Linked DNA regions of Zea mays: region 1 is linked to region 2. Evidence: chromatin contacts called from public Hi-C data. All regions are on one chromosome and are shown on one strand. Each heading gives the region's core, a stretch centred on a gene start, on an enhancer-like site or on the middle of the called end of the contact. The rest is flanking DNA. Distances are from core to core; before and after follow the strand shown.

Region 1 (4,839 bases), core at 1,798-4,297, 150 kb after region 2:
TTTTAATATGCACCCACAAAACATCTTAGTTTTATTTTGGTCATATATATTCTATACTTTTTGTTTATGTATTGTTGTTGTATACATATGGGCCGGTCTGGCACATTAAGGCATTTTGGGTTATTTGGGTCGGCCTGGCACACATAACTAATTGTGGGCCGTGTCGTGGGCCGATGACTAGACACACGTGCTGGCACGACATGATCCTTAATTAGATATGTGCCTTTGTGGGCCGTGCTTTTGTGGTCATGTGTCGTGTCGGGCCAGGCCGGCCCACATGTACAGGTATAGAGCCACTGTGTTACTATCCTCGAGACCACCGCCAATTAAATGATGTTTGATTTATATGGACTAATTTTTAATCTATTTATTTTATTTAGTTTCTAAATTGGTAAATACAGAAACCGTGAGGATAAAAATGGCATATGGCACGGGATGGGATTCATCCGTTTCCATCCATATGTGCGAGTGATGGCACATTGGCACGATCGGTTTCTGTTTCCCGTGTGTCTGTTCCTCTGGCTTTTACTCTCGCGTGGAGAGACGTCGGCGAGGGGCGCGTTGCTGAGGTTTCCGAAACGAGATAAGGCCGAAGCCGGCGGGTAGGCCACCTCGCGCTAGCCATGCCGCGCCCGCCGGCGCGATGAGGACGACGTCGCCTCCAAATAATTGGCCGGATTTGGATCCCAACGGGAGCGGGTGACCCATACCCCGGGCGTCGTCGCGTACGATGGCGGCGGCGGGGCCCATGGATGGAATGATCTATGATCCGCTCATGGCCCGACCCAGCGCATCGCATCCATGAGACTGTTGCGGCTAGATATCGGAAAAAGGCGTAACCGCGTGATTCGTTCGTTCGTTGCAAGGAGCGGCAACAAGTGGAAAGCGGACAAGCGGTACAGGAGGAGGACGGACGAGCTGTAAACGAGAGCTTAACTGAAGCATCAAATTCACATAATGGTATGTCGAGCTCAAGCAGCAATTAATGGCAGTACATGTACATATGAAGCTAGCGCTAGCTGGCTCACCAAGCGCCCAAATTAACTAATCAACCCGTAAAACCCCCCACGCACTGCATTGCTGACGCAGATGCAGGCCCCCTTAATCTACCCCCATTTCATTAATCCTATCAGTAATCATGCTACTGCTAATGACACAATCAGAGTAGGGTACCAGTACTATGTACAGAGACCAATACAAAGGAACCTAGGATTAATTAATTAACAAGGAAGCCCTAATCCCCTGGCGGTCTGGACGGATAATAATCTAGTCAGACCCGAGGTCAGTAGAGGCCGGACCTGGCGGAGGTGACGAACGAGGACGCATCAGCGAACCGGTCACCAACCCCAGATCCCACAAGAGACCAAGATAATCAATCAAATCAAGCAAATTAACCAACCAGACCACGTGACCGGGGCGGGTGGGCGGCCCAGCCACCGGTCGATCGTCGCCCAGGCTTCAGTACTTCCAGAGGTCGGCGAGGTTGAGGGCCGGGTCGTCGAGCTCGGGCAGGAACTGGTGCGACGACGACGGGGTCGCCGCCGACGAGATCTCCGCGTAGCCGCCCGCCGCGTTGGGGTCGGTGCTGAGCCCGGTCTCGCGGGACGGGCTGATCACCGACGCCGTCTGCGCCGAGACCACCTGCTGCTCCGCCTTGCAGTACCTCCGGATCGCCGGGGGGAGGTGGCCGGAGTTCATCGCCGGAAGAGAGAAGTACTGGCTCGGGTAGAACATCGGGGGCGGCGGCTGGTACTGGCACTGCTGCATCTGCAGCAGCGCGTGCTCCTCCATCTTGACCGGGAGGTAGCTCGCGTCCGGAACGGACGCGGGGGCGGGGCCCTTGAAGTCGATCACCTCGTCCACGTCGGCTCCGACGAGGGCCGGCAGCTCCGCGGAGTCGAGGAGCTCGTTGAGGAAGCCCAGCGAGCCCACGCGCTCGAGCTCCGCCGCGCCGGCCGCCGCCAATAATGGCTCGCTCCTCGCCGCCTGCAGCTCCTTGTTGAACACCTTGCACACGGCCCACTCGTCCTGCACCGCACGCAACAAAAAGGACAAGGCGGCAAGAAAAAGAAGAGAGGGGACTTGTTAGCCCACGCCCACCGGCCGGAAATTAAGGGCAGGAGACTTGCTTGCAACGCCGAACGACGGAACGAGTAAGTACACGAGGGCCGGACCTTGGCGGAGCGCGGGAGCGGCTGGGGAAGCCTGCCCTCGAGGCGGAACTCGTGCATGACCCATCCGGTCTTCTCCCCGCGCGGCGCGCGGCCGCGGTAGAAGACGAGCGTCTTCTTCATGCCCACGAGGACGCCGCGGCCCCTGAAGATCTCCTTGTCCTTGCCGGTGGCCTTCCAGTAGCCGGTCTCCGTGGCGCGGTTGGTCCGCGTGCCCGTCGGGTACTTGCGATCCTTGTGGCAGAAGAAGTACCACTCCTTCTCCCCCATCTTGGCCCTGCCTGGAGAAATCAAAACGCAAGCTTCCCAGTTAAATTTAGGCCGCCATGATTCCCAGCCGAGAGAAAGAGAAGTACTACTAGTACAAGCACAAAGTCAAAAAAAAAAGAGGTGCAGGTCTATTTGGCTCTTTGAGGTGAGGACGTATCAAGCAGTAGCGCGCAGTGCTAACCTGGCAGGTCCCATGGCTCGATCCTGTTGAGGTCGACCTCGCCGATGACGCCGGAGACGAAGCGGTGGTCGAGGGCCTTGTGGGTGAGGTAGTGCGAGATGATCTCCTCGTCGGTGGGGTGGAAGCGGAAGCCCGGCGGCAGGTCCATCAGCTGCCCGGCGCCCGCGTCCTCCACCTCCGCCTGGTTTATCACCGACACCTCAGACATCTCCGCCGTGCCGAAAACCAGCAGCCTCCTTCCACTCCAAGCCTCTCCACGATCGGAAGAGGAAATGGCTGCCTCAGGACAGATAAGGAGAGAGAGAGAGAGAGAGAGAGAGAGAGAGAGAGAGAGAGAGAGAGAGAGAGAGAGAGAGAGAGAGAGAGAGAGAGAGGCGTGCGTGAAAGAGAGAGGTGAGCTGAGAAAGAAGGCAAGGGGGCTTGGACTGGAGGAGCGGAGGGAGGGGCTGGGGCGGCATTATATAGAACAGGGTCGTATCTAGAGATGGCCAAACGGGCCGCCCGGCCCGGCCCGGCCCGGGCCCGGTGAAGCCCGGCCAAAAACCGGGCCGGGCCTGCTGTGCCAGCGGGCTTAATTTTCTGTCCAAGCCCGGCCCGCAGCGGGCCTAAACGGGCCGGGCCGGCCCGTTTAGCACGAAAAAAACGGGCCAAAAAGCGGGCTAAACGGGCCGGTAAGCACGTTTTAGTGTAAAAAAACCGTGCTTAACGGGCTTAGAGGTAAACGGGCCGTGCCGGGCTAGCCCGCCGTGCCTAGTTTCCTGTCCAAGCCCGCCCGCTTATTCTACCGTGCCGGGTTCGGACCGGGCCCAAAAAGCGGGCTTCGTGCCGGGCTCACGGGCCTCGTGCTTTTTGGCCATCTATAGTCGTATCGACGCTGTGACGGGCCGGGAGCGGAGAGCCGTGCGGAGGGCGGCTTGTAGACGACGGACCCCGTCCGGCGGGGACCGGGGGGCCCTTCCCCTCACTTCTTACCGCCGGTAGCTGCTGTGTGCCTGTGACTGCCCCACCTAAGGGCTTGTTCGGTTAGCTCTCAATCCATGTGGATTGAGTGAGATTGGATGGGTTTGAATCCCAAACAAGTCAAACCTCTTCTTAATTTTTTCAATCCCATCCAATCCATGTGTATTGGGAATAACCGAACAAGCCCTAAGCTAACTCCAAATTACCTGTCCTAATCGTAATGGCCCGCTCCCCTCCACTGGCCTGCGGAATATTCACTCGCTCGCCGGTTCACAGCTAACGCGGCAACGATGTGGCCGAGAATTGAAAAACCCAGAGCTCTCCCTTTAAAATACCATCACAGTAGGAGCTTCGCTTACTTCTCTGACCTTTGAAAACGAGTGCGGAGCTGGGCGACAGGGAGGCCTATCTGTCTGTCCCCACATGCCAGCGTGAAGAGTTCAACCCGGCGCTACGACACGGACAGGGGAGCAGATATCCTCTCATCCCAGCCAGTTCCTTTCCAGAAAACGGTGAGAAATCCAGATTACCGTGGCAGGCGCTACTCGTGCCGTCGTGCGCTACTCGTCTCGTCCCTAACCGCCGTCCGTGGACCGTGGCTAATGGTGCTCGCTCGATCGCTTCCGTCCCTCGCGCTCTTTTGGGAACATCTGTGTTCGTCGTTGTCTACTGGATGCGCGTAACGCCCCACACGACGGACAGGCAACGGCGAGAACTTTGCGCAAGGATATATGCCGATGGCTCTACACCGGCGGTGTATGGGCGCAGCCGGACCAAAAGCGCACAAAATTCGACAGGGCAGGCGAGCCATTTTCCCTTTCAGAAGGGTGCACGCTCGGCGTCCGCAGTGCCATCAGGGCTCGGTCCCATGCCATTCTCCCAAGCCTTTTTTTTCAGCGTTTCCGTCATCAAGTTCCACGCTTTTTAAGCGGAGCCGCGGAGGACAAAGCATGTCAAGCTATGACGTTCGTCTAATCTGGCTGGAAATATCCACCGGGTTTTTGCTCCCCTTCCCCTCGTGTGATTTTATCTTCCAGACTTCCAGCCGTAAATCTAGTACTACTTATTAAGGGTCTGTTTGGTTGGGCTGTGGCTGTGAAAAAAGCTGCTGTGGGCTGTGAGCTGTGGAAAAAGCTGTTGTGGGCTGTGAGCTGTTAAAAAGCTAAAAAAACCACTAAAAGCCGTTAAAAGTTCTTCGATATTTGTTTTTACAGTTTCATCCGAAAGCCACTAAAAGCAGGTCCAGGGGTGCTTTCA
Region 2 (4,862 bases), core at 1,052-3,551:
CACCACAATATCTGGCACAACATAAGGCATGATCGATTATTCTGTTCTGCGACGGACAGATCCCAACGCTACAGGGGAAATGAAACAAGAGCTACACATCCACTTGATCTACAGAATTCGACGAAATAGCATGTAGACGAATCATCCATACATCTACCACACGATTTCCTCAAGGCAGAGCTCCACAACACCGCTCATTGGTACTGCTAATCCAACCGAGCTAAACTACTGGACGACAGGCGGGCAGGCTTCACATGTAAAAAATCTTAGCCTGCACTCTGCTACCATGGGAAGCTACAACCTGTACACACCAAGAACCGCGGAACTATACAGAACGGAAGCATCTAATCATCCTCATGATAACCTCATATGCATTTCATCTTCCTGACGAGACCAGCCTGACCTCTCCTCGGACCCCAGCCTGACCAAAGGCTTTGGAGCCGCAGGAAGCTTTGCAGGCTCGGGAGCAACGACCTCCCCAGGAGCATCTCCCCTGGGGATCAGTTCTGGTTCCTGCTTCGCGTAGGTGAACTGCAGGTCCTTGTTTGCCGCCAAGGCTAATAACTCAGATTCCTCTAGCCCCCTGGTTGGGCCAAGGCTACATCTATCTGGCTTGTGCTTCGCAAGTGCATCCCTGAACTTCTTAATCTGCATTTGGAAATAACACTCCCGTTAGTCCAGATGGGTGATCACAGCCAACACCCAACAGCAATCCCAAGTATAGCTAAAATTGTATAATAGCCAGGAAATCAATCACACAACATCCAGTTGGGTTCGTGAGGGAAAATGTTTCTATCCTATCAGTTAAGTGTTGCAATATTGCATGAACTGCTAGGGGAAACTTAAAATGGTCATTCTTTGCCAGTTGGATTCAACTTAAAAGGTCATTCTTTGCTTGTTATATTCTGCAAGTATCAGAACAAACCTAACATTTGAGTCCAAAACTAAAGTTGGGTTGTCAACAAGCTCTATCCAAATTCACTAACTTTAAATGGCCATTCTTTTCCATTCAAATTAAAAGGTCATTCTTTGCCTCTCATATTCTGCAAGTATAGGAGCAAAATTAGCCATTTGGGTCCAAAACTGAAGTTGGGTTGCCAACAAGCTCTACCCGGATTCACAACTTTATTAACGAGATTTAGCTCCAAGAGGGTGACTAGTAATGAATATAGATCATTTTGGGTTCGTTGCATGTTATTGAGGAGCTGATCGGATCCGGATCTTACAGTTGCGTTGGTACAACTGAAGCTACAGAGTCGTCCCTGTGCTCCCCTGTAGAATCTGAACAAGGGTAGGACATGGACATGAAGGCTGTGGCACATAGACTTGTGCTCCTCGTAGTTCACTTGCAAGAACAGCACATCTGGATTCTGCTCCGCAAATTGACAAATCTGCACGAAATAGATTCCTTAAAAAAGACACAATCTTCTCGAAAGTTCTCGGATATATGAAGAATATCATGCAACGTGAATTCGTTATACTTTTTCCCCTCACCTTGGGGTGAAAAGCACGGCAGCCGCCGCAGCCAGGAGAGAAGAAGTCGACGACGACGAGCCTGTCGCCGGCGTTGGTCAAAGCATCGACAAGGTCTTGGGCGGACTCGATCTCACGCATGTTGGGCTGCAACCCCTTCTCCCACCACCTCATCGATTTCCCAAGCGCAAGGTTCATGTTCATCTGAGGAACCGAACCAAAAAAAAAACAGATCATATTAGTCTTTATCGTTCCAGTTTATTTTTAATTTTTATAGATGAAAATCCAGTTTCTTTTTTTATTTATAAAATTAAAGCTCCGGAATCAAAGAAAACTCCCCCGGGGTGGTCAAACGGACTAGAAACTGCTAAAAGTAAACCTAAGCAGAAGAAAACTAAAATGATTTTCGGATGGGATAAAAACTAAATTAATCGCAAAACTTCGAAGAAAAAATTAAGATACACGTGAACTACGAAAAAATAGAGAGAGAAAAGCCTGTGATAACTAGCACATCCTGAATATTCACCTGCGTCGGTGACGCGGCCCTGGATCTCCTCGTCCTCAGGGTTAGCCTCCCGCCAGGAAACGCGTTCTTCCTCCAGAAGCCCCCGATCCGCGCCGCTGACGGTGCCATCCGCGCCGCCACGGCACCCCTCCGCCTGGCAAGGAAGCCCGGCGCCGCTCGATTGCCGCATGGAGACACCACGCTCCCCTTCGAGATCGCCTGCGCTGCCGCCATCGCCAAACCGCGCTGGAAGAAGGGATGAAGAGCTCGCGAGGAGAGAGACACAGGGAAGGAGAGAGGAGGAATGGAAGATTGCGGAAGCGGCGAAGGAAAGTAGCTCCTTTTAAAAAGAAGTCCCACGGATAAAGGCAAACCGGATTAGAGGAGCGAAAAATCGCCGCGTCTTTTTTTTCTTATCAGTTTAATTTATTTCTCCTTCCATCTAATTATCTCTCCACCCCTAACGAGAACTACTCACTGTCGTCCGATGCACCTCACAGTCTCCCTTTGTTCGCCACGTGGACTGCAAACTCTGGAAGTTTCTCCCCCGCTCGCTGAAAAAAATTCCGGAATGGATATATATATTCTGGATAAGAATAAGAAACGATTGTGGGGCTCACATGTCACGCGGCCGTGGGGATCGGGAGGCGCGCGTGGTGCACGTAGCTCCGCGGGGACTCGTGGCAGAAATGTAATCTTTTGGTCAAGGATGCGGAGGGCAGTGGGGCACAGTCGCAGAGAGAGATGACACGTGCTCGTCTTGATATACAGCAAAAAAAGAAAGATATTGTTCATGAGATAAAAAATACTTCTACAGATAACTTTTTTTTGTTACAGAATAAAATCTATCAGTACTATTTAAAATCATCACAAAAAGGACTATTTAAATTGTTAGTAGATAACTCAGACTCAAACATACAACTCCAGACTTAACAGCGCTACATTCGGTGACATGTAATCCGTCCTTCAAGCTATGAAGACTTTTATAAAGTTATTTCTACAATATAGAATGCGGTGAGTATGGAAATAATTATTTTAAATCTACAATTTTTATTATTTTGTTATTACTGTAACATTAATATTAAAGAGCTAAAATTTTATCATTGTTTTTATCTTTTTCTAACTATCCGATAATTAAAAAATTTAATTTATTCTATTATTTTATTTTTATTAAAATGCATTTACGCCCTAAATTCATACCTTTTTTGTATATGATCTATATTTACAGCATGTGATCGTACAAACAACTCACATCCAGGTACGATGTAAAATTCTGATATTATTTTCTAAAAATATCTTTTTATTTGAAAAAAATACCTCACTCTTAGTTTTGGCTCTTTGGTTGTGCCAACTTATCTGACATGATAAAAACATATTGCGTGATAGTTGGTGTTGATGGGATTTAAGTGGGTAGATGGTGAATGGTCTATAAAAATTGTTTTCAAAACTTAAAATTATAAATACACTCAAGTTGTTTAAATATGTAGAATTGATTACCTACTCCAGTTCTAATTTACAATATGCTATTTTCTTTAAACCAGCTAGTAGCTTGTGAAAGATATGTATGAAGAAGACAACCTATTCACTAATCAAGATATAAAACTTAAATATTAATTACACAGAGAGTAGATGTACTAACATGATACAAGTGCCAAAGCAAGAGTAGTTTGGAGGGCAAACCACACGGAGCAAAAGATGACACAATATATATCATTGGGGTATGAAGCGTCCTCAATCCTCTGGGACTCAAATGTGATACAATTACTAGTCCCAGGAGGCTAGTAAACACATTTATACATCAGATGATTCCAGATCTGCTTAAACGAGACCAACCTATAAAGGTGGCGAACAACTTTAAGAGTTGGTCCACAACTCGGGACATATCATCAGAGTGGGGCTGAAGCAGCCCGATATACGCAGTGAAGCAAATCAGCGGTCCAACAGCCACAGGCAAGGTTGGGAACAGTCGTAACTCTTATCCGATCTCCTTTTTCTGAAAACAACAAATAAGCAAGGGTGAGTACAAACGTACTCAGCAGCCCACCTTCACCCGCGGAATGGGGAAATCAGATATAATGCATGGAATATGTGGAGCTCAGAATATTTTGCAGAAACAACAATATTTTATGCAGGGTTGTTTTGAAAAACATTTTGTACTTTTGCAAAGCGCATCCTCTCCAAAAGGAGCAGGAAGTTTTTCAGTATTATAACAAAATCCCCTGGACTAAACCATCCAGGTATCTCAGTAGTTTCCCACTGGTTTTCATTCTCAAAAACAGCTACTGGACTTCCCGTCCACCATAGCTCACGGCTCAACCGCCGAACCTTTTAAAAACCACTTTTCTCAAAACCATCTCTTTTTTTGGAAAACAAAACATTAATTGCCATACCATACCAGACTCGTCCATTCCTGTGACACAGACTATTCGAATAGGTTTTCAAACTCTGCGCAGAGGGGTACACTTTACCCACTAGTTCGGCTCTGCGATCCCATGGCCAATGAGACTCGAATCCGACTCTCTTTCTTTCCCCGCACGTCCTAACCTTAACGGTTATCCGTAAGGAGTCAGGCCACCACCATGTCCAAACCGGACAAAACTTTCCCCCTCCTTATCCTCCCGGTGCTCCCCAGCCTTCATAACCCTGGGGTTGGACCGTACGAGTTCAGATTGAGTGACTGCCCACACAGTCTCGAGTGGTTGTACTATTATAGAGTACAGGTAGTGAAGATGACAAACCGGTCCTTATATGAGGGGACAATCCTTCTGCTCACGCCTAAACCAGTTGAGCTAACACCTTAGGCCCTCCCCTAAACCAGGGAGTCCCTGATTATCCCACTCACAAGGTGATAAGGGTGAAAACCCTTCATCACACACATTTTGAA

The links. A called contact is a pair of places that touch in the nucleus more often than the background predicts.
Region 1: a contact with region 2 is called in a Hi-C map of bundle sheath, with 3 times the contacts expected there. The contact joins the promoter of LOC103634602 here to the promoter of LOC100191145 in region 2. A contact is called at or near these places in 3 of 25 Hi-C or Micro-C datasets (bundle sheath, endosperm and leaf).

What each region holds. Positions count from the first base shown.
Region 1 is chr1:53,478,708-53,483,546 of Zm-B73-REFERENCE-NAM-5.0, forward strand. It overlaps LOC103634602 (NAC domain-containing protein 92), which reads right to left and starts at 3,048. Exons shown (of 3, transcript XM_008657013.3): 1 at 2,623-3,048; 2 at 2,175-2,452; 3 at 926-2,028. The coding sequence starts at 2,830. The coding sequence ends at 1,459.
Region 2 is chr1:53,328,935-53,333,796 of Zm-B73-REFERENCE-NAM-5.0, forward strand. LOC100191145 (putative thioredoxin superfamily protein) reads right to left here and starts at 2,302. Exons shown (of 4, transcript NM_001136581.2): 1 at 2,000-2,302; 2 at 1,495-1,677; 3 at 1,227-1,391; 4 at 1-648. The coding sequence starts at 2,212. The coding sequence ends at 355.